5 separate regions of the Mus musculus genome follow, and regions 2, 3, 4 and 5 are each linked to region 1. Evidence: chromatin contacts called from public ChIA-PET and HiChIP or PLAC-seq data. All regions are on one chromosome and are shown on one strand. The core of a region is the stretch at or near the end of the contact, and the rest is flanking DNA. Distances in the headings are between cores, read along the strand shown.

Region 1 (5,577 bases), core at 2,124-4,623:
TTTCCAAAGGCAAAGGCTGAAAGAGTGACACTGACTTTAATCAGAAAAAGGGAGTTGGCTAGGTGGTGGTGGTGCACGCCTTTAATCCCAGCACTTGGGAAGCAGAGGCAGGTGGATTTCTGAGTTTGAGGCCAGCCTGGTCTACAGAGTAAGTTCCAGGACATCCAGAGCTACACAGAGAAACCCTGTCTCAAAAAACCAAAAAGAAAAAGAAAAAGAAAGAAAGAAAAAGGGAGTTAGAAAGGCCACACATCCCTGGGCGAGTGTGAGTGGGGGAATCCTGGAGTAGAGAGAGACACATGGTTCTCAGCATTGCTGAATTGTGCCTAACCTGGTCATTCTGGGGTCAGTGGCATAATTGGTGTTCCAAGAGGAAAGATCTTCCAGCTAGGGAGCTGGGAGTCTAATAAGTCTCCAACTGGGGGCCAGCTTCAAGGGTATCCAGCTGGTGGAGGTGAGCTGTGGAGATCCTAGGTGCTAGCAACAACAGGGCATCCTGACCACCACCAGCTTCCAGAGACCAGGGAAGAGGCAGATGCTGAGAGAACACAGATTTAGCTACAGTGTCTGGGGGTGTGTGTGTGGAAATGTCCCTAACTCTACTGTCCCCATCTCCTGTTAGCAGCCTGACAACCACCCTCTGACCAAAGCAATCAGAACATAGAGAGGGAAGACAAAACACTGGCAGAGTATTCTAAAGCCACCGTGGGGCCACAAAGTGAGCAGGAAGAGGGACAGCCACCAGCATAACACACAGAGACTGGAGCACACCAGACACTCAAGAGATCCTCCTGTCATGCAGGGGATGGCCACAAGGCACCCCAAGAATCATATCCCAGAATCCCTAGGAAAACAAGGACTCGGACATCTGAAGCTAGTGAGGACTTCTAGTTAGAATATAGAGTGCTCCACAGCACATAAAGCCTACAGGAGCATCCAGATCCCTCAGGAGAGCCCCCAGACCCTCCAGGAGCACTCAGAGCCTGAGGGAGCACTTAGATCCCTCAGATCCCTCCGACCCCTCAGGAGAGCACTCAGATCCTACGGGAGCACCCAGAGCCTTCAGGAGCACTTAGAGTCTGAGAGTACTTGAGCCCCCATGTCTCAGTGTTCTAATGCTGTGAAGAGACACCAGGACCAAATCAATATTTTTTAATGATTTACTTACTTATTTAATGTATATGAGTATACTGTAGCTGTCTTCAAACACACCAGAAGAAGGCATCAGATCCCCTTACAGATGGTTGTGAGCCACCATGTGGTTGCTGAGAATGGAACTCAGGAGAGAACAGCCAGTCCTCATAACTGCTGAGCCATCTCTCCAGCCACAACCAAGGCAATTCTTACAGAAAAAGGCACTTAATTGGGGGATTGCTTCTGGTTTAAGAGGTGCTGGGGCTTATCTGAGCTACATCCTGAGCTGCAGGCCAGAAAGACTGGGCCCAGCATGGGCTTTGAAACCTCAAGTCCACCCTACAAGGCAGCACCTCCTAATCCTTCTAATCCTTTCAAACAGTTCTATTCCCGATGACTAAGCATTCTAATATATGGGCCTATGGCAGCCATTGTTACTTAGACCACCACACCCTAGGAGCACTCAGAGCCCATAGGAGCACTCAAGGCCTACAGAGCTGCTGACTGCAAGACATGGTACCTGGGCCTGGATATGCCTTGGTTTGGGGACTCCTTGATTCTCCCAAGGTCTATCCCTCATTTTCCTCCTTTGTATGTTAGGGACAGTCACGTGATCCGAGTACTGATGGTCCATCCACGTTCAAGGCATACATAGCTAACGACACCACTGCTAGCTGCAGGTACTCTTGAGGCCGCACAGCCAGTCAGCCTCAGGCAGGCTCCCACTGTCTTTGAGTAAAGGGAAGATTTCATGCCCATGACCTCATCAGCCTACAGCCTTCCTTTGAAGAAAGAGGGACACGGAGAAAGCTTGGCTCATTGAACTGCCGGGAAGCTGGGTCAAGGCCATGACATGAGGTCCCAGGAATGAGGATTAGATTTCTGCCATGCAAGAAGGCACAGGGAGGTCACTCGCTGCTCTCCTGCCGGGCCCGACTCACTCAGAATGTTCACTCAGACCCAGGCACCACCACACTCAAGGGTCCCACTTCTGAATCAGAGATGCCACTCCTTTGAGGCTGTGGACCCTATGCTTAGCGCCCTGTGAGCTTTGCCATGCACTCCTGTCCTCCTGAGGACCTTGCTTTCAAACAGGACCCTGCAAACATGCGGGAACCTTTCCTGAATGGCTAGAGCTCTGGGGCTATGCGCCTGAACTGGACCGCGTCATTACCTTGAGCTAGGGTCCAGGAAGCCATGCCAGTACCAGAACTATTTGGATCTGGGCCCTCTGGAAGAACCCATGACATCACTAGGACAGTCCGTTGTTTGGGAAAATAACTACTTTCACATGGCAACAGATCTGGTTGTCAGCGCTCCAGCTGGGGCCCTCACTGTGAACAGAGCAGGGTCACTTGATATCTTAGGGTCATGCTTCCCAAATCAAGTCCCTTCTTTGGACTCCCTCTTCTAGCCTTTAAGGGCACCTGGACGCACACAATTTAAGATTAAAACAAATCAAGCAAGCAAGCAAACAAAGGAAAAAACAAAAAACAAAACAAAACAAAACAAAACAAAAAAAGAAACAAAGAAACCCAGGTGTGCTGCTTTATCTACAGCCAATGTAATGACAGCAGCTCAAGGCAGCTAGGCCTGCCTCTCTGGAGGAGAACCACCCAGAAAAGGCCTCCTCGCAGTTCATCCTTTAGGATTTGCCACATCTGTCCTGGTTGAATGCTCCGTGGTGGGCAGTGGGCAGCAGTCTGAGCTCCATCTGCCTGGCTTAGGACATCAGAGGGATCCGACCTTTCAGCCAGACTGGGTCAGTTCTCTGTAGCTGCTAGTAGCAGACTCCGTAGCTGGAGCCTGAGAGGTGCCAGCTGTGCAGATACATCCGGGGTGGGGAAGAGCAGGGAAACCTTAAAAGTGCTCCAGGTTCCCCAGCTTGAAAAGGAGGAGCCATAAGGGCTGCCATATTCTCAGGTACTCAACTTGTCATTAAGGCCTGGAACCATGAGAAAAGAAGAGACCCGGGGCGGGGGGAGGTCCTAAGAAGACGTGCAGAATGGTGCAGTGGGTGTCCTTAGAGAAAGGGGGGGGTGTCTTAGAAAGCCTCGGGTGCAGGGCTAGGAGAAGAGAAGCTAACCCTGGGCTACAGGCAGCAAAGTGGAGGCGTGCACGGACCGGATCGGGCGCCCGCCTCCTCAGGGTCCCCTGTGCCTGCAGAGCGTGCCCTAGCCGCGAGGGGGCGACGGCAGCGAGGGCGGCGCGCGCGAGGCGGGGGATTCAAGCGCGTTATAAGGCGCCGACCTGACCAGCCGTGCTCTTTACTGCCGCCGCCGCCGCCAGCATGGCCTCGACCCGCCGCCCCGTCGGAGCTCGCACGCTGCTCGCCTGCGCCAGCCTACTCGCCGCCATGGGCCTCGGTGTCCCTGAGTCCGCGGAGCCCGTGGGGACTCATGCACGCCCGCAGCCGCCCGGGGCCGAGCTGCCCGCCCCGCCAGCCAACAGCCCGCCGGTAAGACGCAGCCGCGCCCCACATCTTCCTGTCCCGGGGGGCCCTAAGACGGTGGGGAAGGTGGCACCCCTTGCTGCGCAGTGTCCAACACTGGGGATACGTCGCTCTCAGGGGCTCTGTGAGACCCAGGGTTGGGTGGATGCGTCCTCTGTACCGTGGCTTTGGCGGCAGAACTCCACTAGGCCAGTAGGAGAGATTGGGAAAGGTGTGAAATGCAGTTAACTTGCTCCTCGTGAAACTGGAAGACTGGTGAGAGAGCGGGGCTCCCAGATCTAGTTCCTTTTTGTTAGGTGACTGCGTCTGGGAAAGGAGTGATGTAACCAGGCTCTGCCTGCGATCCCTCCCAAGATCTCCACCTGAACTGCTGGGGTGGAGACGCAGGCTGGGGAGGGTGTGGCTAGAGGCCTGGGGAGGGTGGATTGGTAGCCTTCATTGGAGCTGGTCAGTCCTGTTGGTGAGAGTTCAGGGAAGAATTTCAGGGTCTAGTTGATCGCTCATGCTGTGGGCCAGGCACAAGGAAACCCCAGGCCAGCGCGCTCTTCAGTTCTCAGCACCCCAGGGGCCAACAAAACATCCACTAAGACAGCTGGAGATGGTTACAATACCTCCCTCTGCAAGGCATCCCTGGGTCCTTCCACCATCCCATTTCTGCCTCCTTTGGTGGGAGTAAACATGTCCTTGTTGTCTGAAGCCTCCCCCTGACCCCCAGCCATCAGCCTTCAAAACTTTCATGAGGTCCAGACATAGTCACCAGGAAGTGGGGAGTAGGCTGGACCTTCCCAGTGGAATGTTGGCCTTGAACCCTCTTTGGGAGGGGCAAGGTGTCACCAGTTCCCTGATAGCTGGAACCCAGCTCCCACTCCAACTCCTGGGGCCCCTGACCAACATGGCTCCATGTATTTTCGGTGCTGCCCTCAAGTTGACAGTGGTGCGAGTCTGTACACAGGCCACCGGTCCCCTGGAAGGGTCAGTACACCTGTTCTGACCTATAATGGAAGCACTGCACTGTGAGTGTCCACTGAGGGCATCAGACAGCAAGAAGCATAGAAGCCTCCATCATCCTGACACAGCAGCCTGGCCTGTGACCCACAAGACCCCGGTTTGGGTAGTTTTGAGATCCTGGGTCTTTCTGTCAGACACTGGAGTCTGTGCCCTTGACTTCTTCTAAGGCCTCTTGAATGGTTCATTCCTTTCCTAGCTGGTAGCCCTACATGGAACCCAGACCATTAGAGGCCTATTAACTGTCCTATTTGCCAAAGGCCTCTGCCAGGAAACAAGGCCACTCTCAGAGCTTGAATCCTTGGGCCAGTGTTTTAGAAAGCTGAGAAAAGTAAAGGCCTAGCTAGAGTCATGACATCCGGCTCCTCTGCCCCACTGCTCCCCATGCCCTGTGACCACAGTGGCCCTGAGGCTGGTCTCCCTGACACTTCTGACTGTGGGGAGGGACAAAATGACCTGTTGTCACCCAGTATTCATATATTCATAGTCACCTCCTAAGCAACTGTGGGTTCCAGTGACTGTCAAAGGACGGTGACACTCAAGGAAAAGCAAGAAGATACATCCCAGAGCACCTGCTTTGGAGCCCCACTCCTACCTTCCTGCAGCCTGGGCTCCCTCCTCCATGGGCTGGGGATGGGTCGGACACTACCTCTGAAAACACAAGTGACAAGGGCAAGATGCTACCAAGCAAACCTACTGTGGCCATCTGTGTTCCAGGAACCCACCATTGCGCATGCACACAGTGTGGATCCCCGGGATGCTTGGATGCTGTTCGTCAAGCAGAGTGACAAGGGGATCAACAGTAAGAGGAGGAGCAAAGCCAGGAGGCTGAAGGTGAGCAGCTTGGGCCCACCACCTCCCCGAGCCCCTAGTACCCTTTCCAACAGCAGAAGCCATGGAAAGAAACAAGGATCAAGTATGAAGCTGGCGTCCAGCAAGTCAGGAGTTAGGAGCCCTCAGGATGCCAGGTCCTCCCCAGATTTCCC
Region 2 (5,577 bases), core at 1,854-4,353, 470 kb before region 1:
TATCAGTGGAAGTTCCCTCTTCCAAAGGACTTGAGTGTGCACAGGCATACACACACACACACACACACACCACCACCACCACCACCACCACCACCACCACCACCACCACCACATGTAATAACTGTTGTGTCCAGAGACACAGTGAAGAAAATCAGTTGGTTTGCCCACTCGCCTCTGCCTCTGCCTCTGCCTCTGCCTCTGCCTCTGACTCTGACTCTCTGAATGTGTGTGTGTGTGTGTGTGTGTGTGTGTGTGTGTGTCTGTGTGTGTCTGTGTCTGTGTCTGTGTGTGCCTAACTCCTTGATATACCCTCCAGGAAGACTCCTCTCTCTCTAATACAACACAGTAAACTCTTCTTCAAGATTTTATCTCCTGAGCCAATACATCAATCTCAGAAAGGACTCTGCTCTGCCCTGCAAGGGCCATGTGCCCCTTCTGAGCCAGTTACTGTGGCCAGGAAGGAACTCTTTACTGGGACAACCTGGCTATATGCCTCCATGTAGCTGAATGGAAAAGGACAGATGGAGTCAGTGGTTTCCTGGAACTACATGGAGGATGGGAAGAAGAAAGGAAGGGGAGGGGAGGGGAGGGGAGGGGAGGGGAGGGGAGGGGAGGGGAGGGGAGGGGAGGGGAGGGGAGGGAGTCTCTATGCAAGTTAGAGGAAAATACTTCTGGTCACAATAGTAGAATCTCTGGCCTGAGTAGAGACAAAACCCTAAGGAAGGTAAATTGACCTTAAGCCATACTAAACAGATAGAATAATTAGTCCTTTCATTAGATACCATACTTATCCTTCCCAGAATCCCACCCCGAGTCTGCTTGCTTTTCTGCATCATTCAGAAACTTTTCTTCTATCTCTTTTCTAAGCATAGTTTACTTAATACGTTGGTTTTCCAAACATTTGGGTTTCCTTGCTTTCTCTATAGCTTCCTCCTGCACCACGTGGCTGCTTGTCTGTTGTATGTCCACCTCCCATGCTGCTTCAGTGGCATGGCTTTCTTCCCCCCTCCTCTGTTCTCCTCTGTGTGGCAGCTCAGATACAGCTGGTTTCCTTTAAACTCTAATAAAATTGTCCTTGAGCTTCTGTTTGAGTCCATTCTTAAATTGTTTTATTAATGATGCATACAACCCCAAGAAGAGGCTCAGATTTCTCCTGTATCCATAGGAAGGAAGGAAGGAAGGAAGGAAGGAAGGAAGGAAGGAAGGAGAAGGGGAAGGGGAGGGGAGGGGAGGGAGGGAAGGAGGGAAGGTAGCCAATAGCACAGACTTCCCAAGACCTCTGAAATTCACACAGCCTTTCATAGACATTACCTCATGTCACTCCGTAGCAAGCCCTTAGAGGACAATTCTGGACAAGAACTACAGCTGTCAGAGAAGTTGGACAGTGTGTCTAGTGCAGGAGAGCAAAGCGGGGGTGTGGGGGTGTGGAGCCAGGCCAGGGGCTCTCTCCTCTGCTAGATGCTAGACATGAGACTGAGAGAATAGCCCGGGAACCTACTCTCCCCTTTTCCTCTGTCCCTGCTGAACAGCCTGAAGCTCTAAGCCTAAGGGCTTCTCTAGTGCTCCAGACCACATGGTTGACAAGCTGATCAGACAAAGATGTAGGGTACTAAGGACCCCTGAGCATCTATCAGTCAACAACAGGCCAGAACTAGGAAGCAAGCAATCCACTGTCTATCCCTTGACCACATCACAGAGCACCGAGACAGTCATCACAAGGTCCCCAGTAAGGCCACAGAGGCCACTTGATCACTCACCACACATCTTGCTGCTCCAACCAGGCTCTTCCCAAGACCTCCTCCCAAATACATGGCTTAAAATCACTTTTGGCTCAGTCTGGCTCTAAGGAATTCTAAGTCAGATTATCCATCCACACTACTAAACTGGTAAGTCAAGGGCTGGGGATGTAATTCTATTAATAGGGTGCTTGGCTAACAGGCAGAAAGTCCCAGCCCCATCCAAATTGCAGCATCAAGCCAGGTGTGGTAGTGCAAATCTGTAATCCTAACACTCAGGAGGTTCAAGGAGGGGGACCAGAAGGTCAAAGCTGTAGAGGCTAGCCTGAGACACATGAGACCATATCTCAGAAAGGAGGAGGAGGAAGAGGAGGAAGAAGATGAGTAGGAGGAGGAAGAAGAGGAGGAGGAATAGGGATAGGAAGAGGAAGTGGAGGAGAAACAAAAGGAGTAGGTGGAGGAAGAAACGAGGTGGAAGAGATGAAGAAAAAGGAGGAAGAGGAAAAAGAGGAGGAAGAGGAAGAAGAAAAGGAGGAAGAGGAGGAGGAGGGAACAACTGAAACCAAGCAAGCAGGTGTGTCTCACATGCAAAGACTAAGCAGGCCTGGCCCTGCTTTAACTTGAGGAAATCTGGCACATTCTGGACAATATGGCCATAAAAAGATCTAAGTAAATTTTCTATACCAGATAAATCATACATGATGCCCATTAACCCAGGAGAGCAGAGGGCTGTGCACAGCTAACCTGACCACATTCCACACACACACACACACACACACACACACAGAGAGAGAGAGAGAGAGAGAGAGAGAGAGAGAGAGAGAGAGAGAGATTCAGAGACAGGAGTGGCTACTAACCAATGACCTTTCTTCAAAGCAATGTCCAAGCCAGTGGGAGAGTGTCAAAACCCATCAGTCATGTCTACCCCAGCAAAGCACACTGCGCATAGTGACAGACATGATCCTGGTTGCCAACCCTGCCCCTCAGCTCATGGACTCAACAGGCTCACAACGCCATCAGCAGATGCCTGTCGTAAGTTCCCTAGGTCCCCAAAAGCTAATCTCCCCTTTGCCAGAGGCACATGTGCTGAAATACGGGCACCAAAGCCTATGATCACTCCATGTAAAAAAAAAAAAAACAAAAAACAAAAAAAAAAAAAAAAACAGAGATACAAAATTTAGAGCACTTAGCATGGAACCTGGCCCACCTGGGTGAGTGGTAAACTAAAAATAGACATGAGTCACGGTTGGCCTGGGAGGGTGGATCTCAGTTCCAGCAAGAGCACACCCTCCCCTTCCCCCGCCCCAGCACCACCTAAGGCAGCCAAGGAGCAGAAGCCTGTGTGTACCCTATGTGCAGCCCAGCATGGGCAGGACACTCAGTGCACGTCTTTGGCACCGGCCTTCTGTGAGTCACATGGTTGTGGAGAGCCCTGGGGCCTGCGCCTTGCGTTCTGCTGAGCGTATCTGGAACCATCTGGCCAGGCACTGGAGCCCGCTTGGAGTCCCTGGATAAACACATCCCGTCACTTAGGAAAACAGAATTCGGTTTTCCTTACTTGATGAAGGAAGCCTCTGGGGGGTAGTTACAGAAATGTGTGCAAGACTAGGGGAGGGAGTTGGCCAGCTTACTAGAACAGGAAGCCGAGGGTCTTTGCACAGCACAATGCAGAGAAAGGTGAGAGAAAGCAAGAGTGAGGGAAAGCAGCCCCATTGGAGGTGTGTCCACAACGACCAAATTTCACAGTCACACATGCTCTGATTTACACACAGGCTCCATTCCAGGGCTGTTTCCAAGGTAATTGTTTGGAGTTTGGGACGGAATTTCCCGTAGAAACTGCTCACTGGCGGTAAACTTAACCCACTGAGAGCTTTCTCCACTATGCAAGGAACTAAAGACATCATTGCTTCACTCTTCCCAGTCCTTCTACATCATATGAATCATTGCTTCAGTGAGAAATTAATGCTCATGAATAAAACAAGAGATTCTCTCTTGTTCCTCTGTACCACCCACCTCAGTAAATAGAACTTGGGACAGGTTCCCTGGAGCAGGTAAGTAGAGAGAGGTGTCCTAAGCTGACTATGAAAGCCAAGGCTATGTCACTCTCTGATCAGACACTCACCGTCTCTGAGCCTTGCTCACCTCTCCCGCAAATAGTCCCTACTTGTGCTATTGCCCTTGATGTTATTAAGCGCTGGAGTATATAGTGCCCAAGAACAGAGCTTGACTGGCATTGCCTGTTGCCTCTACTTTTATGCACAGAGGAGAGAATTCAAGGAAAGCAATAACAAAAAGATGAACCATGTCTATTTTTTTTCTTAATCTGATCATCATGCCTGGTTTATGGCATTCTGTAATGAGGATCTAATGATGGATGGATGGATGGATGGATGGATGGATGGATGGACAGACAGAGTGAAGGATAGACATGTGGATGTAGAACATGCACATACTGTCTTCTGAGCCACTGCCACTAGCTTGAGTTTAGTACCCTTCTCTTAGACCTTTATCAGTTGTCTTTCTCCTTGCTGTGACAAAACACCTCATAATAATTACTTAAGGAAGAGGGGGTGTGTTTTAGCTCAGAGTGTTTCCCATCATGATGGGGAGTCGTGGTTGTGAGAGTTTGGTCTGGTGACATTTCACCCACAGTGAGGAAGCAATACCCAGTGAAGCCTCAGGCTCAGCTTGCTTTCCTTTTAACACAGTCTTTGACCCCAGCCCTATGGAAAGATGCTGCCCACACTTAGGGTGGGTGTTCCCTCCTCAATTAACCTAATGTGTCTAGGAATATCTAATCCTTCACAGATGTGCCCAGGGGCTTGTTTCCACAGTGATTTTAGGTCCTGTCAAGTTGCAGATACTAACCATCACAGACTTACTCCCAACCCTACCCACAGGCAGGCCTTGATGCTATTGAATCCTATCTATTAATTACAATTGCCTGTCCTCTGGCTCTGAGGAGTCATCTCTCTGCTCCAGCCTTTCTCTAGGCTCTTTGCCACCAGCAGTCCCAAGGGCCATGCCCATGGAGGCATTTTTCATGGTTATCCCTTAGCCCAGTTATCCCTTTGCCTCCAGCGTCCTCTGAATCTCACTCTCCCATGAAGCTAGCTCTCACTTCCCCACACACCACCAGCCTTGGTCTCTTATCTGAGAGGCAAAGTCAAGTTGAGTCTTCCTGGTGACTGTTTTTATTTTTAGACCCCATCAGTACCTTAAGTACAAACCCAGAGTCCCTCTTACAGGTTTTTCCTGCCTCAAGCATTTCATCCCTGGTCTCCATCCCCTAACAACTATAATCCCCTCCCAATAGCAGATTCTTAGGAATAGAAGTCCCGATTCCTTCCTTTCCTCGGATTCCTCCCCATCTGATTAGTCACTGTATCTGCACCTCCTTCCAGGTTGCCTGAATTCAAGTTTGTCTCTGGTTGGCTCTAATTCACTGATCTCTTTTGATGAAAAAGAAAGCAAAACAAAATAAAACATTAATAGCACTACTCAACAAACTCCCCAGTCATAGTATGGACATGTTACCAGCTTCTCTTTCATGGTTTTGTTGTCTATTGCTGCTGAAAACCCCTTCAGTACTCAGTGGCTAAGACCAGCCTTCATTCTATGGCTATGATTCTGTGGGTTTGGCTGGGTGGTTTTCTGCTGCATTGAGTGTGGGCTGGGACAGTCACCCAGGAGCTCACTGCCCTAGAGCATCCAAGATGGTTCACACACATCTGAAACCCTAGCCCTGGGCTTGCTGAGCGAAGCCTCTGCCCTTTTTTTTTTTTTTTTTTTTTTTTAGTCTGAGTTTCTCTCTTCTCTGTGTGGTGTCTCAGTGCTTCCA
Region 3 (5,577 bases), core at 2,010-4,509, 310 kb before region 1:
TCGAAAAACAAACAAACAAACAAACAAAAAAGAGATACAGGGCTTAAATAGTATCACCAAGACAAATCTGTGAGCTCACAGGTCGGTCAGGGCCTGGCCATATGGAAGGGGCTGCAAATGCAAAGCCAGCTTATTAGAAATGGCTGCCTATTGGCCATGTTTACCAAAAGGAGACAACTGAGCTGCATCATCAACCTCACAGCTTTTTATATGAAGACCCTGGGCCCTACAGGGCATGGAGGCACACTCTTTGAATCCCAGCAGTCTAGAGATGGAAACAGGAGATTCCAGAGTTCAAGGACAGCATTGGCTACATGATACCATCTGAACAGAGGAAAGACAAAGACCTTTGATACCATCAAGATGTCAGTCCAGTGCACCCAGTGAGGCTCCCCTTGCACTTTCAAAGGTGTCCTGGGGCCTTCTGCCTGATGTTTCGTGTGCTTAGGAGGCTTGAGGTTTTCCAAGCAGAGGCTTTCCTATCGCTCTGCCAAGACACCGTTAGAGTTCTGTTGAGGTGAACATTTATGTAGACGCCCCATTCTACCGGGTGTCAATGTTCATACCTTCCCACATTCCAGAAGTTTGTAGAGTCCCTTCACACTCATAAACCTTGCTGTGCCTTGCAAAACATTAAAAAGGCTGATGTCGGGTTGGGGGGCTGTCAAAGAGGGGCATCAGAGAGGGACTGGCATAAGAATTAATGGAAGGTAGTTTGGGGTCTTTACCCTTTGTCAGAACATAGGTCGATTCATTTACTTTTTATTTAGTTTTAAGACAGGGTCAAACTCTGCAGCCCTGTCTGTTTTGGAACTTTATCTATATACCAGGCTGGCCGAGAACTCAGAGAGATGCCTGCCGCTGCCTCCCTAGAACTGGGTGGGATTTTTTTGTTTGTTTGTTTTTGGAGACAGTGTTTCAGGTAGCCAAGGCTGGCTTCAAACTTGGTGTAAAAGCCAAGGTTGGCTTTCAATTCTCAATCCTCCTGCCTCCACCCTCCAAGTAGATTACATGCAAGTGTAACCAGGACATAGCATTTAGATTTAAATGGCACTGCCAAGGGTCGATAGGAAACATACGGATTTCCAGATTTCTGGAGCTGGGAACCGCCCACGTCTGTCACCAAACAGGACAGACTGGGTTCACCTGAGTCAAAATGTGGCACCTGAGAGAGCAGGCTGTTAGGGTGCTGGCTGCCATAACATGTTGCCATTCTGTGGAATCGCAAGTCTTTTATGTGTTTATCGCTATTCTATGGCTGGTGGTGTATCCCAACTCTTGAGGCTAGGAATCTCACTGTCCTGCTCCCTCCCACTGTCCGTCCCCCCCACCCCCAGGGAGACAGTGGGAGGAGTGAGGGGAGGAATTATCCTTTTCTCTGGCTCAGCCCAGTTCCAGTTCTCAGCCATTTCAGTTTTATGGCCCTGCTTCCTTCTTTCTGTGCGAGAGGAGGCAGCAATGAGTGGGCTGGAAGATTGGAAGGGCCGCTAGGCTAGGACGGTATAGGGTGATGTTCTTTCCTAGACACCAGGCAGAGACAGAGCCTTGTTGTTTATGAGCTTGCTAGAAGCCAACAGATTCCATGGTTCTGGGGATATGCTCTGCAAATTAATAACAAATCTCTTCAGACATTGTCTCCGGACATGCAGAGCAAAGCAAGCTGGCCCCTGGGCTGCTGTGGTGGGGAAGTCCCAGGGTTCCACATGGCCAGAGGCTTAGATTCTCCCTATCTAGGTGAGAATACAGTAACCCGACTCTCTCAGGCTGTGTTATTAACTGGATTCCACTCTCACCTGTAAAGTTAGTCCTAGTAAAACTACTTGGACCCCCATAGAAATTCCACAGCCCTTGCCGTTACGGTGTTATCCAAAACTATTCTCTCTGATTGATAGAGCTTTGTTTGTAAACTGTGATGCTGAAACCAACTGCTGGGAGCAGGTCTTCTCCTTCCCAGGAAGTTTTCCTCATCTGAAACACTTCACCAAAGCTTGGTACCCATTTTCTTTCGGCCTGCATAGTACTCCTCAAACTAGGTCCCCTTCATCCCTTTGGTCCAGGCCATCCTGCCCCCTAGAACTCGTCTTTCTGTGTCTACTCTCTGGTCTACCCAGTCCTTCGAAGCACTACCCAGAGACTTAGTACCAGAATGCTGCTGCCCCACATGTGCATAAGCCAGCGCACACTGGTTCCTTGTTACCAAAAAAGCGTGTCAGCCGGGCTCAGATGTGACTGGCTTCTCTAGATCTTTCTGGAGTCTCCAGTACAGAGAAACAAGGCAGGGGGCCCTCTGATTTTCCTTTTGAGCCCGAAGAAGGCTCTTCTAGGGTGGAGAAAACAGGTCACCCAGGCCATGTGCTCCTGTCCATAGCGCACAACACTGGAACCTTCTGGTTGCTTGCCCGCTTGGCTTTAAGTTTAAATCAGGGGTGCTCCTGCCCAGTGGACGTGGAAGGCGCGTGCTGCGAGTCGGGTCACTGTCCAGCGTGGATACTAGTTCCTCGACGCTCCCTATCGGATCGCGGCTGTCACCTCCGCTTGATTCTCGCTCCTGTCCAGCGTGGTCATGGGCGGTAGCTTTGTGGTCCCCAAAGCCGTGCCGGCTCGGAAGACAGTAGTGACGGGCGCAGCTGCGCTCTGGCAGAGGCTCATGCGGTGTGGTTCCAGCTAAAGCCACGCGTGTCCTAACCGAAGGCGCGCCTCCCTAGGCCTGGGCTGGTCTCCCGCGCTGACTCAGCTGGGGACGGCCAGGGCGTGGCCAAGGGTGGGGTCCCCAGGGTCTTTCCCTCAGTCTTTCCGGTGTCTGCCGCAGGGACTGGGTGGTGATTGATGGCACAGCAGCTTGCTGGCCAGGAGCGGTCTGGAGGGGAGGGAGGCGGTTCCGGAGGCTCTGAGGCGGTGCAAGAGGAGGAGCGTGGGTGGGGCTACGGAGGAGGAGCTGGGGTCCCGGGTAGGCGGGCCCGAGTGGACCTCATGGTAGGAGTGCTTTGGCTGAGAGTGCCATCGTGGGCGAAGCCGACGACTAAAGTGGCAGAATGTGGCTGCGAGGAAGGAAAGTTGGAAGCAGATGGACACAGGCTGGGTGGAACCATAGAGGAAGGGGTACAACCCCCTGGAAAGAGCGCGGGAAAGGGGCTGGGAAGGAAGGAGAGGCGGGCATAGGGTGGGTGGGGCGTGGGGAGAGGCTGGGCGGGGCTGGGGCGGAGTATGCCCCCGGCTCCTCTCTTGCCACCCCCGCCCCCGGCCGGGAGCCACCTGCGCCCCGCCCCGCCGGCCGCACCCCAGCTAGGGAACCTCGGAGTTGGGCGTCCGAGCGTGTGCGCCCAGGGGATCGTTGAAAGTTCTACTTCTGCCTGGACGGCTTTCCTGGATCCCAGAATGTGGCCTCACTGAGAACCCTCTGCCTGTGGACTAGGGAGCGGGTCTTCCGCGCGAACTCTTGGGTGGGAAGTTGGTCTGCACTTCACTTCGGCAACATGACCAGCCCAGAGGGCGCGCAAAACAAGGAAATCGACTGTCTGAGTCCAGAGGCGCAAAGACTGGTAAGAGGGAGACATGATTCAGACCTGTGCCTGCCAGCAACCGCCGCCTGGGTCCCTCAGTTGGTTCTAAGGTCAAGGACAGTGGCCCCTTCAGCTACCGTGGTGCTGCTGGAGTAGAGGCGAGTGGGCTTGGGCCACTCGAAAATCCTGATATAGGGCAGCTCCTGCCTACCATCAGGTGGTTGGCTGAGTGTAAGGTGTCCGTAGGCGGAGCTCTGAAAAGTACATTTTATGCTCCAATGTTCCTCTCAAGGACGAAAAGGAGAGTGGGCTCTCCCTCCACCCCTAGTGATGGTCTTTAGGCAGGCTTTGCCCAGCTGGCTGGCTCTGGCCAGGACCCAACCGAGGTCTGAGATCTGAGGGTGGTGTAGAGTTTCACAGGGAACTGCTGGTTTGGTGTTTTACCGAGTACAGCACCTGGGTCCTCATCCAGCCGCACCACCTTGCCATGAGTGGCTTGGAGGGTTTACAGGTTCTTGACCTCAGGAACACCTTCCTCTAGGATCCAGGGCCCCAGATCCACTTCGGCGGGTGCCAGAAGCCACTTGTGTCTGGGCAAGGTGCTTACGCATATTTTACTTCCCGAACTTACGTAGGGACAGTGGATGAGGACGACGGTGATTGAAAATTGGGCACCGGGGAGTTGGGGGATTTTTGGTTGTTACAGCCTGTGTAGTTTATAGTTTTGGGGTCTGGGAGTTCAGGCAGGATCCATAACCCAAACTAGCCTTGCTCTCAGGATTCTCATGTCTCAACCCTTCCACTATCGGGCTTACAAGCCTGCATCACCCACCCACCCCCCCCACCCCCGCGCGCCTTATCCATGGCTGTGGTTGCTTATTAGTGGGAATATTTCAAAGTAAATTGTACTCTGTGAAACCATGTATTTTATGGAGTTGATACCAGAGAGAGGGGGAGACCCAAGGTTCCCATTTTAGCAGGCTTTTGTGAGACCTTGATAAAAACTGAGCCTCAGCCACTCATTCTCCAGGTAGGAGTTAATCCTGTAGTTAGTTGGTCTTTAAGGAAGAGTAGTCGAGGCAAGGCTGCTCTGACTGGGGGAGCTTCCTCCAAGTGCTAGGAAGGCTAAGTAAACTTTTATTCCAATGACAGACTTGTAAAATGTCAGTTCCTTGCTGAGAATTGCTGGGCTTTTTTCCCCTGTCTGTTTTATAATGTTTATTCTATGTCCCTACTTAAACTTGGGCAGTCAAGGAGGCTTTTGGAGCTGTAACCTGTAGGCCTAGGGAGGGAACCTGCAGGGCCACTTTGGAGCCCTCTTAAGGGAGGCTCAGGGAGGAGAGAAAGCTTCTGAGACATGAGTGTTCAGAACAGAGGCCCAGGCAGACCATAGAAGGCAAGCAGGAGGAGGAAGTCAGCCCTGGGCTGGTTCTAGCGGACAGGAACCAAGTGCCTGCATCCTGGGCAAAGGAAGGAGAAACACCAAACCCCGAGAACAGGGATGTAAAGAAGTCGAGGAGGGGCCCAAGAGGTGGGAATCCACTTCCAACTCCAAGATACCAGCCACAGGTCCCCCTACTCAATTTGGAGCCTGCCTGGGATCCAGGCGGGATACTGTTGTAGCCCAGCAGTAAGAGGATGGAAGCAGTGGTCATTCAGCCTAGCACTCATTGGGCTAATCAGTCCATGTCCAGAATCCAGGAAGCACAGAGTGCTGGATAGTTTGTGAGTGTTTACATGTAAGGCTATGGCCGAATCCATCTAGCAATGAGCCCTGCCCTGCCCCAGATGAGGTTATTTTTAGTCTTTCCTTCTCTCTCTCTTAATGTAATATAACCTTCATACACTGCTCTGTAGCCCTCTCTGTGCATCTGATGGAGGCCCGATACCTAACAAAAAGATGGTCAAAAATCTAACAACGCTGGATTCTTGAACGCATTTAGTTCCAGAAGATTCTAGAAGGAAATTATGAATCTTTAAGAGGTTTACAAAACAGTAGCAAAAGTTTGTTAAAAGAACACAGAAAAAGAAACACAGTGTGGCCCCTGTTTATGAGGCTAATGGCCTGCTGGGCAGG
Region 4 (5,577 bases), core at 1,008-3,507, 300 kb before region 1:
TCTATAGACATGCAACGGGGTCAAAATGCCATCTATAACCCCTTAGTTGGCCTAGTCAGATGTGTTCTGACAGCCAGGGTCTCTACCATCCAGAGCCCTCCACTGTGCCCTTGGGAGAACCCGAGCTTCTTACAGGGGAGAGGGAAGTCATAGGGCAGCAGGGTGGGCCACGAGGGATTGGCAGGAGTCTCACAGAGTAGATCTGTCTGTCTGTGAGGCTGTCAGACTGGGGCCCTGTAGGAACCCCGGACTCTGATACGGGACAGGGCTAAGGAATGTGTCATACAACATAAAAGAAGCTCTTAGGACAGCATCCACCTGGCATTTGGTTAGGGCTCAGTGGTCGTCCTCCTGTCCTCAGGGGACAGCAGATGGTGCCAAACTCTGCTGAGCTGTGTTTCTCCTGGACATATGTGCCTATGATGGATCTTTATGTCTAAGCCGGGCACAGTAACAACAATGTTGCAGACCATGGCAGTCTCAGCATAGGCTTTTCCTTTCCTTTTGGCGTCAGGAACTTTCACGTCTTTATTAAAGGGAAGTACTTCTAACCTCTTCTTTGGCATATGGAAACTGTCAGAATCACCATTCCCTGTGCTTGGGGGCCATTGCTAAGTGAAATGAGGGCAGGCAACCTCAAGACAGGTTCTGGCTGTTGCTGGCGCGGAGCTGACGGTAACTAACAGGCAGATGGTGGAAACTCTGGGCAAAGCGAGGCAGAACAAAATGGTGCCGGATTTGATCACGCGGCTCAGCATCGGACATGTTTAAATAATCCTTTATTTCTGAGATTTCCCATGTAAGGTTTTTGGACTTTGGTGGACCCCACCCAGCTAATTGAAACTAGATAAAGGCGGAGCTCCCCTTCTTCCTACTCCTGACAACCCTGCCTCTCCGGTGCATCTGTGAATCACACAGTGTGCTTGTTAAGCCCTAAACAAGATTTTCTCTCTACTGTGTCATTAACTACATGCCCGGAAGTTGCCTGGTCTGTTCTCTAACAAGGTTTCTGGGTCTGTTTCAGGCGGAGGCCAGGCTCGCAGCGAAGCGTGCAGCCCGAGCCGAGGCTCGAGAGATCCGGATGAAGGAGCTGGAACGGCAGCAGAAAGAGGTAATGGGGGCTGAGTGTTCCGAGGTTGGCTCTTTCTCTTTCAGGACTGTGAAGACAGCGTACCTGCTGCTGTTGGGCACCTGCTCTCGTCATTGTCACCTTAGTGTTGCTCCAGCTTGGAATGCGTGTGCTCCTTGTAGTTCTTGTTCCAGATTAGCCCCAGAGTGCACACAGCATGAATGCTGGACATCTGTTCCAGGTTAGCCCTGGTGTGCACTTAGCACAGATGCTAGGCATGGCTGTCCAACTGGAGACCTAATGGAGCCAGAGAGATGCTCGCAGCCTGAGAGCTTGCCCTTTAGTCGTAGTTCCTAGGACAGCTTTCTAGCTGAGAGGAGCTTGAGAGGATTGGGTTTGGGCTTCTAACAGGGCGTTGGGGGGCGGGGGAGTAGGGTCTGGATCCTCTTAGAACCAGAAAAGACCAAAATGATTTTCTTTTAATTTAATTGGTCAACTTCTTTCCTTTAAAAACAAAATTGCTTTGAGGCTTATTAGTATCTATCAATGGTTAGTGTAAACTTTGGAATAAGTAGCCACAGGAACAAATAAATGTGTTCTAGGGGACCGGGGTGGTCATCAGTACCTTCAACCCTTCATCTTGTCTACTGTGGGTTTTTAAAACCTTGAGTCAGAATTTTGTTCCAACAGCCAGCGTGTGGGCTCTGTAAGTACGTTAGGGTCCTGGCTTCTTCACAACCTTTCCTGTAACTGATAAATGATCCCTCTGGGGGAGTATTTGCTTCAGCCACATGCTACTGAGCTTGGCCATGCAGATTTGAGACCAGCTGCTGGAGTCGTCCTCCATGTACAGGTTCTGGTTCTGTTAATGGACCCCAGCTGATGCTCATTGTCTGTGTAACTTCAGATGGAAGCTTGGGATTCCAAATTCTCTTAAGACCAGCAGGTTCCTCCTCCAGATCAGCAAGTCCCAAACCTGTCACGTGTACTGTAGGGGTGGCGGATCCACAGCTTAAGATGTTCACCATCCTCGGCCTGGGGGCTTTGCCATCCCAGGAGGAAATATATCAGCAGAAGAGGGGATGTGGCCAGACTTGATTTGGGGAAGGAAACTTGGAGATAGCGTGTGGGTAGCTGTAGAGTGTTGGGAGCCACAGCCTAAAAGGGGTAACCAGAGCCCCAGTGTGGGGAAGGCAGTCAGGGCAGTCACCACAGGGAGGGACCTCACCCCTACCCTGTGGTGATTACAGAGTGACCTTTAGATAGGTTTGGCAAGCGTCTCCTTTATGCTAAGCTATGAGCAGAAAAGTAACCCAGTATTGGAAAATGACTCATTTTTTTCTTTCCGGTTACAAATACAAATGAAAAAATTTCAAAAGTGTAATGTGTTTAGTCTTTGTGATTTTACATTTAGAAGTTGGTACTTTTGTGTGGTTTTTGTTTGTTTGTTGAGACAAGGTCTTTCTATGTAGCCTTGGCTGTCCTGGGACTACCTCTGTAGATTAGGCTGGCCTCAAATTCACAGAGATCCCCCTGCCTCTTTGCCTCCCAAGTACTGCAATTAGAAGCGGATGCCACCACCACCTGGCCTTATGTGTGTTTTTTTTCTTTTAGTTCTCTGGGAAAAGCTTGGGGTCAGTGTTTTCCTAGCATCTGTCTCCCTTCTGAGCAGGTTTATTTTTCAAAAATCAGAAAATAAGTGGTCCTGGGTTCTGCGTTAATTATTTGGGCTTTACCACATGAACTGTGATTCACAGCCCCTCGAGTTAACTGACGTGCCTCCCTCTCCTGGTCTCTTGGCCGAGGGTCATGTGGGCCTAAGGGGAGTCAGGCCAGGTAAACACCTGTCTGGCTGCTCCCACCAGGAAACATCTTCAGGAAACTCACCAGAGACAAATATCTGGGCCCACAAATGGAAAATAGGAAAAGAGCCTACTGCTTTGTAGGCCACTGTCACGCACCTCTGAGCGGGCCCCGCCCAGGCCCAGGGAACCATCCCAACTTGAGCTCCTCGGCTAACGTGGCTGCATCGTACAAACTGGGCCAATTTATTTGGACTGAATATTTAATTTTTATTTTAATAACCAAGTCCCAGCTATTTCTCAGACCTCCTGCTATCATTTTCTCTGTGAAACATTTCTGCTCGTTCAGTAGACACTTGTGGGCCTACTGTGTGCAGGGCCCTGCTAACCCTTCCCATTGACTGTGGGAGCCACAGAGTAGTTGCATGGAGAGGTAGATAGTTCTGTGGCTGGAGGCTGCTGTTTCTTAGGGTTACAGAGGGTAGCTCTTGTCATCTGCCGAGCCAAGAGTCCTATGGGAGCACCCCCTCCAAGACTGCTCCCCATGCTCTAGGCTTCTCTACTATCCCCTCACCCTGATTTTCCCACAGTCCTTTGCTCTTTTTTTCTTTCTCTTTTTCCTTTTGGCAGCAATGGGGATTGAACCCGGGTTCTCATATATGCTAGGTATTCCATACTGAGCCCCAGACCCAGCCCTAGCAATCTGCCAAAATTCCCAGGGTGTTTTGCTGCTCTGCTAGTTCTGGGGGTCAGCTGCACTTCATGTCTCACTGTCCTTCCAGTGCATGATGTGCCTCCCCGCTGTCTGTTTCCACTCTTATCAGAGACAAACCAAGAACTCTGGGCAGTGGCATACGATGAGGCTGTGAGCTGGCCCCACGTCATGCTCATACTGTTAGGTTGGGTGACTTTCACCAAGATGTACAATTCCCACAAAGGTCAAGGTGAGTTGTGTGGTATGTCTACATGCATCCACTAAGTAATACTTGAAACTGTATTCATTCTTACTGATGGGTAGCATTGATTGGCATATGTGCACGATTATATTTTTTAAAGCTTCTACAAACCCCTGGGCAGTTAGCTGTGAGTGTGGCAGTGCCCACCACCAGGAAGAAATTAGTGAGTCCTTACACTTTTTATTTGAGCAGAAGGACACCAAATATCTTCTCATGCTGCTTTTGAAGCAGAATTTGCCAGACAGAGTCCACACCTGTAGCAGGGACCACATAGGAAGAGAAGCAATAGCTGTCCATCTAGCTGTCCCAGATCTGGCCTAGTCCAGGCGGTACACATATATGCTTACATACATACGTGTGTTCAGTGTCAGCGGGCAAGTCTATAGAGAAGAGAGGGAACAGCTAACAGCCCAAGCTTCCAGCCCAACCCCACAGCCCCTCACAGACCGCTCTGCCTGCCTTCTCAGTCCAGGCTATTATTAGCAGCATCAGACCCAGCTGGAGCTCATACCATCTGATAGCCCAGGGCACTGGCATTTTAAGTTGTTGATTAAGGAGAAATGAATATGCTTTGGATGACCAGTGTTTAGCCAGTGGGGTTGATATTTTGTTATAAAACTGGGAAATGTGATCCTTGCTTTCTCCGGGTCACGCTGCTGCTGAGAGGGAATGGCTTTCATAGAGAAAAGGGTTGGAGCTAAGGCAGCCTGGACGAGCTGAGGAGGCCTCAAGCCCGTGCCAAAGTTGGGGTCCCTCAGGAGAGCTTGCAGAGCATGAAGAGAGCAAATATGGGAAAGGCAGAAGTGCTGGGGTGCAGGTCTGTCACCAGGTCTTAGGACAATGAGCGGTATTCAGACCCAGGGTACTCTAGGTGTCCCTGGTAAGGACCGTCAGCCACACAGATGGCAGGAGCCAATGCAGCAGCAACCTCAAGCTGTGCTTCAGGACCGGTTGAGTAGATCTGAACTTATTGATGGGCTCACCAGATAGGAATAGCATGTAGGGGTATTGTGGGGGTCCTTGGACTGATTTGACCGAGAGTTTAGACTGATGGAAAGACGTGTGTCTCGATGCCACTGACTGTATATTCATTTTTGGTTGGTGGTGCTGCATTTATTAATAGTCGAACGATGACTGTGTTTACCTGTGCTTTCCCATATAAATCAAATGTCAGATTTCTAGTTCTAGTCCTGGACCCTTAATAAGGTCTGACATACCTCACGGCTTGTCAAATGAATGCAGGTATCCCTGTCTTAGTGGAGACTGAAATTAAAAGACGGTTCCAAAGCAAAGCACCGTGTTGGGGAGAGGGAGTCCGTCTTGTCTCTCAGCACAATCTCATGGCTGCAGTATTTCGCCGGAATGTTCTTTCCTATAAATCTGCCTGGACCAGGATGCTAAAACCTCTCTATTAATCCTTTCTGAATCTGACCTCTCAATTTCCTCACTTAAAATTTGACACTTTTCTGGTTAAATATTAGTGTGAAAGGCAGTTTTCTTTTTAAAGATAACTTCATGTTTATTCTTTGACGATTTTGTACATGGATATATGATGTATTTTGATCAGAACCCCCTGCCATTCCCCTCTCTCCTTCCCTTCCCACTCCTTCCTGAGCCGCTTTTCCTCCCTCCGTGTCCCCATCTCCTTTAAAGTCTGAAAAGGTGTCTTTAATTCCTATTGCCTGCTGTGGCAATGGGCTGTGCATCTGGTAACAGTGGGATCTGCAGGCATTGCTGTGGAGCGAGTGAC
Region 5 (5,577 bases), core at 1,728-4,227, 270 kb before region 1:
TGCACACCCACCTTCCCAGTGCATACATAGCCCTGGGACACAGAAAAGCATTATGTTAATGCTGGACCTGAATCTTAGAAACAACAGGGCTGATTCTATTCTTTCTTTATGCTTTTTTAGGCACCAAGATGCTGGGTTTGTCACCCTCTGTCCTTGGAACAAACAAGGATACAGTGACCTCTCCATCCTGGCCTCTGTGGGAGACCCATGCAGTAGGATGTGCAGCAAGGCAGGGGTTAAAAGATGGAGTTAACACCACGTCACAGCTCCTGCTCCTGACTTGGGGCAAGTAGGCAGAAATAAACTCCTTCAGATGAAGTAGCCCCCTGAAAGGCATATGTTTTTGCTTGGTTTGAGCTGCCCCAGCCATAATAGGACATAGTTTTTGGTGTCCATATTGGTTCTTGGAAAATACCCCCGGCTTAGTATTTCACCAGGAGTAATTACCAGGAGCCAAAGACAGAAGAAAATGCAAAAGTCAGCTGCAGCCCTCAAGGCTTTGCATCTTGCATCTGTCAGACAGGAAGTGAGGCAGTGCTACACACTGGGGGCAGGGTGGTGCAACCGAAGAGTAAAAGTCACCAAACAAAGGAAGTGATGGTTCATTCCCCTTTAAAAACGTGAATATACCTCTGTGTCCATAGGCTACTGCAAGGGCTAAGACTAAAGGTTTGGGGCTCCCAATGATACAATTCTTAGGAGAGCCAAGATGCATCAGCCCGAATGTAAGTGGCAGGGGACGGAGTTCCACCTCATTCCAGCACCACTCCCCACTCCACTCCCATTCTTCTGTAACTCCGTCCCCACCTCCACTTAGCCTTTCCATCCTAATTAGTGTTAACTGTCAGCACAGCCTAGAATCACCTGAAACCAGAGTCTCAATGGAGTAATTGTCTTTACCATGTTGGTCTGTAAAAGATGATTTTAATTGCTGTAGGGGGTGCTGCCTACTGTAGGCGATACCATCCCTAGACAGTCCTGGGTTTTATAAAAAAGCTAGCCATGGTTCCTACCTCCAAGTTCCTGCCCTGGTGCCCCCTCTATGGCAGACTGTGTCCTGGGGGGTGCAAGCCAGATAAAGCTTTTCCTTCCCAAGTTGCTTTTGGTTGGAAAGCCACAGAAAGAAATGTAGGAAGTGCACACATGCGCGCGCACCCCCCCCCCATATTTTTCTCATGTTAATTGAGCACCTAGAATAGTCTGGTCATGAGTCAACAGTGTTAGGCAATGCAAACCTGCCCTCGCCCTTCATGGGATACACAGACTGGGCTAGAAGATGTTCATCAAATAAATAACATAAACATCAGTTGCACCTGCACGAGCCATGAGGGCAGGTGCGTGGAGAGAGGCAGAAGCTGGGGTTAGAGGATCTAGGCTTGAACCACAGCCAAGCAGAGCCAGGTGACACCTAGGGCATCCTCCTCATCTAAGCCCTACAGCCCACTGGAATCCAAGAGAGCTTCCACAGATCTGAAGCATCCTTCAGGAATGTCTCGGGTGGAGCCAGGACTTGCTGTCTTGTGTACTCATAGAAAAGTGCTGAGCTAGCTGTCTGCCCATTCGAATTTGAAAACAAAGACACCCCCACCCCCCCACCCCCCACCCCCGCCCCCGTGATTCATGTTGTCTAAAGAGGCAAGGCAGGGTCCAGGTGGAGAGCAAGCTTGCACCTATGGGTACGAGATTGGATCTAAAACCTATGGTCCACCAAGTATGGTGGCTCATAATGGTAATCCCAATACTAGAGAGGCTGAGAAAGGTGAAGCCTGATTTCAAGGCTACCTTGGGCAACGCAGTGAATCTCAGGCTACTCTCAATCCCGTAAACTCTGTCTTAAAAATAGAATTAGGGCCAGTGTGATGGCTTAGTGGGTAAAGGTACTTACTGTCACGCCTGATGAGTCTGAACCCAAAGTCTCACATAGAAGGGGAGACCAAGCCCCACTAGTTGCCCTCTGACCCCTCCCCAACATGTGTCATGTCATGCACACATACCCCAAATAAATAATACACAATAAAACCAAAAATCCCCACTCCAACAGTAAGCCCCACTGTTACCTGCATTCGAAGGGAATTGGTCCTTAAAACCGGTGCTCCCTGAGCAGGGTTTGCTGTGTCCCTTGTTTTGAGAGGGTCGTTGCAATGGGAGCCTGTTTGCTTTCCAGGGTCTTGCTGTGGCCCACCTGGGAGCTGGGACCATGAGGCTAGGTTCTCTCATACCCAGCTCTTTCTTGGGTCTCTCTACCTTCTAATGGTGACATGCAAGCTGATGTTTAAAATGTCATCATGTGATTCTCATCAGAAACCCACTGAGATGGTGCGGACTGGACTCACTGTGCTACCGTCTTCCTGTAGAGGACTTGGTTTTAGAAGGGAAGGAGTCTTTGCTCCCATTGAAGTTTCTTAGAAGGGACTTGTTTTTAGGAGGAAAAAAAAATTTAGAGGAAGAAAATTGAGACTAGTTCTTGCTCTGGGGCCAAGCATGGCCTCAGAGTCAAACCTTTCTTCCCCAACCTCTCACATGTTAGAATTACAGGCATGTGCCACCATGCCTGGTAAATTTTAGATGTCTTTGAATACACTTAGTGGCAATGATAAAAGACTGTGCCATCTGGAATCCTGTTAGTGGGGCATTACTCTCAACTGCGGAGAACTGGGGAATGGTGATAGAACAACTCAGTGGGTCACAAGAGTCCTATGACTTGCTTGTCCCTTGTGCCTGCTGTGGCCAACAGCAGCCCTTGAGCTCCACCCTTCTGTGGCCACCTTTGGTGGCCTTGTCTCCATGGCAGCCTTCACACCGGTCACGGAACAGCCGTGAATGTGTGCTGTCTGTTATTTTCAGAGGGGCAGTGACATGCTCAGAGTGAAGCATTCCGTCTGGGTTACTTATCTGTCCCTTTGTGTCTGGGGCTTTCTGAAAAGGGTACAGCTGTCTGCTTTCTGGGCCTGACCTGAGGCCAACCTAACCATAGACAGACCAGGCTAGACCGCCATCTAGTGGAGCCAGCGGGAATAGCAGACCTGTTGGGGCCCTTTGGGGCCCCTGGCTGTTTCAAAAAGGCTGACAAATAGATGCACTTTGTCAATTTGAAGACAAAACTAGATGCACTATATGCTGAAGGGTACATTTCATGTATCTGTGTTGAGAGCAGGAACACAGTTTTAGATTTTTCTCCACATGGTCTCTATATCCCCACCCCAAGTTTTCGTATTCTGCATTAACTATCTATGTTAGAGCAAAGACTTTAAAAAAAAAAAAAACTATGGGACATACAAACTATATTTTTCTCTCTATTGGCTTTTTTTGAGGCCTCCACATGCACACACGTGCTCCCAAACATGAACATGCATACACGAATACATACCCAAGGAGAGGGGAGCAGGGCTCTTCCATTCTGTAAATGCATACACATGTTCACAGTTGTGAACATTCATACATGTGCACACCCCCAAGGAAAATGGAGCAGGGCTCTTTAACTCTGCAGACAGTGAGATATGACTGTCTCAATCGGGGCCTGCCTTAGCATCCCCAGATTGTACAGTTAGGCCAGTGTGAACTTCACACCTGCTAATAACCCCACACATGAGCAGTGGCTAGCTGTGACTCCACTGGTCTGTGCAGCAGGGCCCCTGAGTCCTTGCCATGTGCTAGTTAGACTTGGGACACACCTAGAAAAGAAACGGGCATCGGAGGTGCCCACTGGTCTTGTGTTTGGTGACCATTTTCACTTGCTATTCATGTTGTCTGTGCTCTGTAACCTCAGAGCATGGTGGTTACCATTGTAAACCTGCACAGGTATCCACAGAGTCCCAGGCCACTCATATCTGTGAGTCTGAGATGCAGTGTCACTCCTCTTTTGGTGAAAACTCTTGGGGTCAAAGCTAAGAACTTCTGAACTTGGCATTAAGAGGGCAGCAGGTTCTGATGGTGTTTCAGCATGGTGCCTGCGTGACTGACTTCCCAGAGGCCCAGGAATGGAACTTGGTCTCATAGTAGATGTTGAGCAAAGGAAGGGATAGTCCTTAAGTCAGACTCAGCCTCTGTCCCCAAGACACCCTCTACCCCAGGTGTGTACATCCCTTGGGACCCAGCACCAATGCACACTGCTCTCAGCCTCCTAGACTGCTCCAAGTCCCACTGAGGCTTCTATCTGAGGGAAGGAAGGGCCCCAGAGAGGCAGGAAAGATGGGGAGAGCCAGAGTTTAATAAGAGTTTCTCTTTTTACTTTTTAAATTATAGCACAAGCTAGCGTTTCTTGATTTGTGCAGTTGGTTTGGACTTTTTGTTGTTGTTATTGTTGTTGTTGTTGTTGTTGTTGTTGTGTTTCTTTTGTTTTTTAGCATCAATCTCCAGATCAATACAGGTCTTTGAAATGATCATAGGAGTTGTAATTCAGTGCTTTGTAATATTTGACAGCTGTCCATTTCCCCCACAGGTAGAAGAAAGACCAGACAAAGACTTTGCTGAGAAGGTAAGGATTTCTGTAAGCCTCTGCCTTAGCTTAGTTGTGAAACGAGATGGTCTTGGGTGAGGCTGACAGGAACCCAGTTACTTGGTGCTTAATAAAGTAATCGAATGACAGAGGCTACTAAGAGGGCCACACAACATGATGTTATATCCCCAAAGGAGTCCATCATGAGTTGAAATATGAGGGACAGCGAAGAGCTCATGGCTAACCAGACACCAGTGAGACAGCTCCGAATGAACCCTCTTTATCACTAGCCAGAAGTCCAGTAGAGAAACTGAGTTTAAAAAAGGGTGCTCTGGGGCCAGAGAAATGGCTCAGTGGATAAAGTGATTGCTGCACAAAAGTGACAGCTTGAGTTCAAATCCCCAGCCCACATGTAAAAAGCCGGTGTGTTCACACGGACCTGTAGCCCCAATACTGCAGCTGGCCATCTAGCTCACCGTGCCTCACACACATGCTCATACACAAACATGATCACCTGTGGAAGCTAACATTGACAGAAAAGGTTCTGAGATGTTCAACCCGTTGGTAATTTTGGTTTTACCTAATCACATCTGATCTTCACCCCATTCCAGGGCTCCCGTAACATGCCTAGCCTGTCTGCAGCCACACTGGCATCTCTGGGTGGGACTTCCTCCCGGAGAGGGAGTGGAGATACCTCCATCTCCATGGACACCGAAGCATCCATCAGGGAAATCAAGGTAAAACACTGGGCTCACGTGTGACTTGACAGAACCCCTTGGACAATTAGTTTTGGATTTACAGAGACTTCATTTGTGAGGTTCAAGATCAGTCCCATCTCCTCAGCCTGCCTAAAACATGGTTTGTTCTCCTAACACTGGAGCGAGCTCAGGCAGCATCCCTGGGAGTCCTCCTCCAGCCATCATGCCGTGCTCTCCAGAGGCCGTGCCATCTTTCAACCCATGCTAGCATGTGGATATTTGCTTTTCATTAGACACTGGAGCATTCTGGTCCCCTATCCCCACATCCTTGTTCCAGGACCACAGAAATTGCCCATCCTCTAGCATCTTTTCCCCTTGCCTGGAGAGTATGCCCTCCCCTCTGTCTGTAGCATGCCTTCGGTAGACTCCATCACTGGATTTTAA

The links. ChIA-PET counts read pairs in DNA pulled down with a chosen protein or histone mark. HiChIP or PLAC-seq counts read pairs in DNA pulled down with a chosen protein or histone mark.
Region 2: a contact with region 1 is called in a FOXA1 HiChIP or PLAC-seq map of pancreatic cancer cells. The contact joins the enhancer-like site here to the promoter of Erfe in region 1. A contact is called at or near these places in 4 of 39 promoter capture datasets (the C10 cell line, HPC-7-derived erythroid cells, liver and 1 more), 1 of 484 Hi-C or Micro-C datasets (stem cell-derived neural progenitor cells), 1 of 115 datasets of contacts at active chromatin or transcription factors (pancreatic cancer cells) and 1 of 9 other capture datasets (macrophages).
Region 3: a contact with region 1 is called in an RNA polymerase II ChIA-PET map of memory CD8 T cells, with 29 read pairs. The contact joins the promoter of Lrrfip1 here to the promoter of Erfe in region 1. A contact is called at or near these places in 3 of 39 promoter capture datasets (the 3T3-L1 cell line, the HPC-7 cell line and liver), 1 of 484 Hi-C or Micro-C datasets (muscle stem cells) and 4 of 115 datasets of contacts at active chromatin or transcription factors (memory CD8 T cells, pancreatic cancer cells, pro-B cells and 1 more).
Region 4: a contact with region 1 is called in a FOXA1 HiChIP or PLAC-seq map of pancreatic cancer cells. The contact joins the enhancer-like site here to the promoter of Erfe in region 1. A contact is called at or near these places in 1 of 39 promoter capture datasets (the C10 cell line), 1 of 484 Hi-C or Micro-C datasets (muscle stem cells), 2 of 115 datasets of contacts at active chromatin or transcription factors (double positive thymocytes and pancreatic cancer cells) and 1 of 9 other capture datasets (pancreatic islet).
Region 5: a contact with region 1 is called in an RNA polymerase II ChIA-PET map of memory CD8 T cells, with 6 read pairs. The contact joins the enhancer-like site here to the promoter of Erfe in region 1. A contact is called at or near these places in 9 of 39 promoter capture datasets (the 3T3-L1 cell line, the C10 cell line, the HPC-7 cell line and 4 more), 2 of 15 datasets of contacts at CTCF or cohesin (the NIH/3T3 cell line and large pre-B cells), 3 of 484 Hi-C or Micro-C datasets (LSK cells, pro-B cells and stem cell-derived neural stem cells), 4 of 115 datasets of contacts at active chromatin or transcription factors (the HPC-7 cell line, memory CD8 T cells, pancreatic cancer cells and 1 more) and 1 of 9 other capture datasets (liver).

The regions. Positions count from the first base shown.
Region 1 is chr1:91,363,057-91,368,633 of GRCm38.p6, forward strand. Erfe (erythroferrone) reads left to right here and starts at 3,374. Exons shown (of 8, transcript NM_173395.2): 1 at 3,374-3,592; 2 at 5,309-5,425. The coding sequence starts at 3,425.
Region 2 is chr1:90,893,783-90,899,359 of GRCm38.p6, forward strand. The region is part of intron 4 of Gm35381 (a long non-coding RNA gene); the gene reads right to left. Among named protein-coding and RNA genes, the nearest start is that of Gm35381, 13 kb to the right of the region's middle. Within about 2 kb of position 3,104, at least 125 of the 459 cell types and tissues checked have an H3K27ac peak or open chromatin away from gene starts, as enhancers often do. A contact at or near this core is called in pancreatic cancer cells, where this site is marked.
Region 3 is chr1:91,050,185-91,055,761 of GRCm38.p6, forward strand. Lrrfip1 (leucine rich repeat (in FLII) interacting protein 1) reads left to right here and starts at 3,260. Exons shown (of 25, transcript NM_001310732.1): 1 at 3,260-3,539. The coding sequence starts at 3,474.
Region 4 is chr1:91,067,539-91,073,115 of GRCm38.p6, forward strand. It overlaps Lrrfip1 (leucine rich repeat (in FLII) interacting protein 1), which reads left to right. Exons shown (of 25, transcript NM_001310732.1): 2 at 1,025-1,111. Among named protein-coding and RNA genes, the nearest start is that of Lrrfip1, 17 kb to the left of the region's middle. Within about 2 kb of position 2,258, at least 38 of the 459 cell types and tissues checked have an H3K27ac peak or open chromatin away from gene starts, as enhancers often do. A contact at or near this core is called in pancreatic cancer cells, where this site is marked.
Region 5 is chr1:91,096,139-91,101,715 of GRCm38.p6, forward strand. It overlaps Lrrfip1 (leucine rich repeat (in FLII) interacting protein 1), which reads left to right. Exons shown (of 25, transcript NM_001310732.1): 13 at 4,439-4,474; 14 at 5,047-5,172. Among named protein-coding and RNA genes, the nearest start is that of Lrrfip1, 45 kb to the left of the region's middle. Within about 2 kb of position 2,978, at least 105 of the 459 cell types and tissues checked have an H3K27ac peak or open chromatin away from gene starts, as enhancers often do. A contact at or near this core is called in the HPC-7 cell line, liver, memory CD8 T cells and 2 more, where this site is marked.